Regions from separate parts of the Mus musculus genome. Here region 2 is linked to region 1. A link is a contact called in public promoter capture Hi-C data. All regions are on one chromosome and are shown on one strand. The core of a region is the stretch at or near the end of the contact, and the rest is flanking DNA. Distances in the headings are between cores, read along the strand shown. Region 1 holds the start of Med6 (mediator complex subunit 6). Region 2 overlaps Map3k9 (mitogen-activated protein kinase kinase kinase 9).

Region 1 (2,910 bases), core at 352-2,851:
TCCGGTATAAAATCCTAGTTCACAAATTGAAGTGAACAAGAAATATGTTTTCTCTGGATGTGGTGGCCCACACCTTTAATACCAGCACTTGAGAGGCGGAGGCAAGTAGATCTCTGTGAGTTCAAGGCCAGCTTGGTAGCCTAGTCAGCAAACCAAGTTCCAGGACAGCTAAAAAATCTTGTCTTGAAAACCAACGTGTGTGTGTGTGTGTGTGTGTGTGTGTGTGTGTGTGTGTGTGTGATGTATTTATTATGCTGAGAATTTAAAATGTGGAATTCTTTGATCTGTGAGTCGAAAAGTCCCAGTTAAATTAATGGTTCTCCTGCCTTGTTTGTGGATTCTGGTTACATGCTGGGGGAGCCTAGGTAGTCCTTAGTTTTGTGAATTTAGGTTCCTTCCTTCAGGTTTTGGGGTTCTCCTCTCAGTTTCTGTATCTTGTTTGTAAGCATCTCCATCATTTTGCTTTTAGAAAACCACACTAGAGACAGAACGTTCTGTTGTGGGTTTCTATGGCTTCCTCACATCACAGAATTGTTCCCTGCCTTCAAGTGTTTAGACACTACTCAAGGAATTCCTCTTCTCTCTCTCTCTCTCTCTTTTTTGTTGTTGTTTTTTCGTTCCTTTTCTCTCATTTAAAAATTTTATTTATTGATTTATTTATTTATTGATTTATTTATTTATTTATTTATTTATTTATTTATTTATTTATTTATTTATTTATTTTGAGACAGGGTTTCTCTGTATAGCCCTGGCTGTCCTGGAACTCACTTTGTAGACCAGGCTGGGATTAAAGGCATGCGCCACCACGCCCAGTTCCTTTTCTCTTTTTAATCTTGTTAATAATTCACCCCTGAATTCCCTTCCTATCTCTTGAAATTTAGTCATAAAATGCTACAGGTTTTTAACTGGTTTAGGTTTTTAGTTGGTTCAATAACAGGAATAACAAAGTCTCTTGATTTTCTCTGCTTGAGATAAGGTGAAAAACGGAGCTCCTAAGTCTAACAGTTTGTTTTTATACTCATGAGGTTTTTAAAAATACTGTCTCTGTGTGTAGTCCAGGCTGGCCCCAAATTTGTTATGCACTTGGCTCTGCCTCCTGAGAGATGGGATTACAAGTGAAAGCCTTGGTTTAGAGAATTTTAGAATGTTAGTAGTGAGCACGAGGCAGCGCTCTGTTTAACCTCTTTACTTGTAAATGAAATTACTTTCCCCACTGTTTGGGCCTAACGCTTTGCTTATTTTTTGTTTGTTTGTTTTGTTCTGGCTCTGTTACTACAACCTCTGCCAGCTGCAGTTTGGCATCTAAGCGAGGGGGTCATTCTTTATCTTCTTACTCCACAGGTCTACAGGCCCCGCCTTCCCTGCGCCATCCTTCTGCGTGTCCCAATCCCCTCCCCTCCCCGCCGCCACCCTGTGACACGCCTTCTTCTTTCCCGCCCGTGTCCAACGACCAAAGCTCAACCCGGCTCCACCCACTTTAGGTCTCATCCCCGCCCCCAAACACTTTTTTTTTTTCCTGCCGCCGCGCTCCGCGTGAATACTTTTGACCTCCCCGCTAACCGTACGGCCGGCAGCCTCCGCTTCCGTCGCGGTAGTCATCGCCTTTACTGTGCGCCGGAAGGAGGCTCTTATAGCGCTTTTGGAATTATGGCGGCGGTGGATATCCGAGGTAATTAATTTTATGCTCCCCTTACCAGATTGTGGTTTACTGGGGTTTCATAGCTTGCGGAAGTCAGCGTTACCCTCTTTTGTGAGGTCTCTCAAGTTCTTCTGAGTGGCTCCTGGATACCCTAAGGCTCTAATCTAACGAAAAGGGGTCGCGCTTTCCCGTTTTCTGACGAGTCTCTTTAAAAGGGTAGATGCGGAAAAACTAGAAACAATTTAGGGGTTTCTCTCACAATGCTGGGCGTTATGTCGGGGCGAAGGGATAGCTTTTCGGAAGAGAGAAGTGGAATAAGATAAGGGCTGATCCCACCTTATGGGTCCCCGGACAGAAATCCCCGTCTTCTTATTAATAATTTTAAATTTTAGCCTATAATACCTTTCACTTATCATTCATTCAGTGGTTGCCTTCGGCAAGCTGAGCAGTAGAGGTATATTTTCATTGAGTAAGAATAAATAAATGAATGGAGACTCAACCTCTTACTAGCTTCTTGGTCGGGTAGCATTTTGTTTAGCAGTTTGTTTTTGCTTGTGTATATTTCATTCTTCCTCTTGGCAATTTCATACATGTACATAGTGGATTGCTTATTACTTAGATTTGTTAGCGTAATTGTAATGTGTCTGGTGTTTAGAGGAATGGCAGAGAAGCTGGCATAGGGAGGAGATGTAGAAGAGAAGATCTGGAAAGATAAATGTGAGAGAACAGTCAACAGGGACGGCATATTCTGACTTTGTCTTTTTTTTTTTTCATTTACGCATTTCTTTACTAGATCATTTTAGCTGCTGACAGTAGTGTAAAAGTCAGGGATAGAATTAGAAACAAAAAAAGGAAAACAAAACGAAACCAGGGCTTTTCTGGGATGGACAGAAATTAGAGGTAGCTTGGAAGAGTGATGACTGCATTAGTGAGAAGGTTAAATCTGCTTGGTTTTTGGTATATTCTGTTTATGAAGTGATCACAACTTACCTTTTATTTTCAGACTTGACTTTTCATTTCAGTTTTTGTAGATGAATGTCCATGGATACATGAGGCTGTTTAAATTGATTGAGATCTGTGAATAATAAAGTAAGTCATACTTGCCTTGACCTTCAGGCATGGATTGGAAGCATTTAGTGATTATTATGCTCATTCCTGATGAATAAAAACTCACAATTTAGTGGGAGCAGATTATCTGTGATTCTGGTTATGGAATAAGAATTAGTAATAAGGGGGCTAGAGAGATGGCTTAGCGGGTTAAGAGTACTGAT
Region 2 (2,784 bases), core at 224-2,723, 150 kb before region 1:
AGAAGCAGCTGCTGCCCAGGATCTTGTACTTCTTACCCCCAAAACAAAGGAAAAGATGAGGAGGAGCTTTTAGAACTTAGAAAACTATGGCAGGGAGTAAACAACCTGCACTGGGTCAGAAGACTCAGCCAGGAAGCTCAGCAAGGAAGAACAAAGAGTAGGAAAGAGCAAGTGAGGAAAGAGAAGGGGCTGCAGCCGCTGTGGAGAGGGCTCAGAGCCTGCAGGAGCCTGTCAGGAGGACGGAAGGCCAAGCTTGATCCCCAGGAACTACGTGGAAGGAGCTGGAACCTTTAACTTGTTCTTGCATGCTGTAGCATGAGTACATCTACACACACGTGCACACAAATGCACACACATACACACACAAACACACACACTGAGCACATCTACACACACACACACACACACACACACACAGATAAATACAAATTTTTTTTAAGCTGGAGAACTAGCCCATGAAGCCCATTATAAAGTAATAGGTCATAGACCTTTGGGCTTTGGGGCGTGAGGCCTGAGTGTCGTATGTAGGTGCTAAGAGCAGGGTTTGAAAAGTTGTGGCTCAGTTTCAGGGCTGTAATGTGAAGACTTATTTCCTCTTGATCCTCTGCAGTGAGCATCATGCCATCCTTACTGTGGTAGGCTGGGGTGGATCCTCTGACGTAGAGAACCTGAATAATTATTTTTCTTCCTTAGGTGGATTCTGTCAGGTATTATGGCCACAGGATGCTTAAGTAACTGGTGCAGGCATGCAGGCTGAATCTCCAGATTACCCCTTCTGTAGCCCACAGTCCATATTGCACCGGTACATCAATCACTGGGGAACCCCTGGCCGAGGTCTAAAATGAACATTTTAAAAATATAGTCAGGAAAATGCACAGGTACACCTCAGTCAATAACTGGCCAGGCACGAGGGAGTTCTTGCCAAGAGCCTGGCCCCTGTGCAAGGTTCCTGGACCAAGATGTCATGGATTCTAGAAGGGAATGAGGGTTTTATTCTCCAGGGGTCGGATTCCGCATCATTCTAGAAAAGATGATAGACACTCATACACCCCAGCAGGGAGTGCTTAGACGTACAAGCGGTTGGATTGTGTGCAGTTGGGTTTAGCTGCTGAAGAAGAACTAGCAATGGGGCAGCAGAGAGGGAGAGCTAATTAGCTGTAGCACTGAGGAAACGGAGTTGAGCCTGAAAGCCAGAATGTCTTTCAGGCTCGGGATCACATAGCACGGAGATGGAGAACAAGGCTGTGGCTGAGAGATGTGGACTCTGCTCCCTTCCCCTTTACATCTCCTTTGACGTGGACGAAACAGGGAGTGTCATCTTTCTACTTCTTAGAGACAACTAAAGGACTCAGAAAGATGATGTCAGCGAGCAGCCAAGTTCAGTTACACAGTGTTTGATCCTAACTGAGCAGCTGTCCTGCTATGTAGTGTACAGTAGGAATGTATTACAGTGGAATAGTATTAGCCATGAAGAGGAACATGGTACTAACAAACGTTATAATGTGGCAACCCTGAAAACACTGAGGAAGTGAGGCAGACATCATACTGTAGCTTTCTATTTCGTGAAGTCTTCACCATGGGGTCACAGCAGATTGGGCCTGGGAGGAGAGAAGAATGGGGGGATATTTGCTTAAAGGTTACAGGACTTCCTTGTGGGTGATGAAAATGGCCCGGAACAGGTTGTTTCATATTTCATCTCAACTAACAGCCCTGTACAGGAAAGCTTTCACGAGCCCTGCTGCTGGGAAGACCAGTGCTTCAGAACACTATGACCTGCTACTGCCTGCTCAGGTAGTGACTGGTTTCAGATTATAGTCCCTCTCTGTTGATGAGAGTCGGTCTCTAGGTCATGGAGTACACAAAGGGCAAGGTCAGCTGAGTCTGAGGTGGGTGGGACAGTGGCGAGCAGATGAGACTGGCCTGTAGCTAGCTGTATACCCAATGCTGACAGAGGGTTTGTGGCTGATTCTTACCCCATCAATCTTGCATCTCGTTTAAGCATCCAGATCAACTAATACGAAACATCTGGTTGCACCCTATCCCAGCCACCTAGGGCTTTGGGAGACTGATCTCACACAGTGTATATTCAGGAAGGGGGAGGGGGATTTCCTTAGTGTCACTTGCCTAACTCTTTGAATGTCTGCTGTCCTGTTGTTTTGCCTCAGAAAGTCTGGAAGGGTTTTTGTTGTTGTGGGTTTGTTTGTTTATTTGTTTTTGTCACTAAAGAAGAAGGGTTTGTTTTTTTTTTCCTTCTCCTGTTTTGTATCTGCGTAGGCACCTGGGTGGGGGAAGCCAGGATGGGGAGGGATGTGTCTGGAGTAGAGAGTGTGGAGGAGGAGGGAGGGTTCATCCATTAGGTCTAGGGTGGGGTTGTTTGCTTTCTAGACTCCAACTCTGAAGCTGCCGGTAATCCTGGGGCACACTGCTGTTTTTCTAAGAAGCACATAGGACCTGGAGCTCCTTGGGCCACTCCCCTTCAGTATGTGACAGTTCAGTGGATGGGAGTAGAAGTGGAGAGAAGGGTGTGGCTGTGTCATGGATGAAGCACCTGCTCTCTCACTGCAGAAGGTCTTTACTGTCAGGGTCTGCAATGTAAGGCATCTTAGGTAGGTAAGTGCAAGGAGAGCGGGAAGGCTCTAGGTTGTCTTGGCACACAGGACTAAGAGTTAACTTGTATTGTTTTTACTGGTTTCCCGGGCCCAACTGAATCACTTTTATAATTTAATTGCTACACTGTCTGTAGACGTTTCTTCCTCACAGGGGCGAAGAGGAAACCTTTCTTCT

The links. Promoter capture Hi-C pulls out the DNA fragments that hold promoters and counts their contacts.
Region 2: a contact with region 1 is called in a promoter capture Hi-C map of macrophages, with 6 read pairs. The contact joins the enhancer-like site here to the promoter of Med6 in region 1. A contact is called at or near these places in 1 of 39 promoter capture datasets (macrophages), 1 of 15 datasets of contacts at CTCF or cohesin (the NIH/3T3 cell line), 3 of 115 datasets of contacts at active chromatin or transcription factors (bone marrow-derived macrophages and embryonic stem cells) and 3 of 9 other capture datasets (adipose tissue, liver and pancreatic islet).

What each region holds. Positions count from the first base shown.
Region 1 is chr12:81,593,699-81,596,608 of GRCm38.p6, reverse strand. It overlaps Med6 (mediator complex subunit 6), which reads left to right and starts at 1,601. Exons shown (of 8, transcript NM_001347384.1): 1 at 1,601-1,669. The coding sequence starts at 1,648.
Region 2 is chr12:81,745,325-81,748,108 of GRCm38.p6, reverse strand. All of the region lies in intron 2 of Map3k9 (mitogen-activated protein kinase kinase kinase 9), which reads left to right. Among named protein-coding and RNA genes, the nearest start is that of Map3k9, 34 kb to the left of the region's middle. Within about 2 kb of position 1,473, at least 22 of the 459 cell types and tissues checked have an H3K27ac peak or open chromatin away from gene starts, as enhancers often do. A contact at or near this core is called in macrophages, where this site is marked.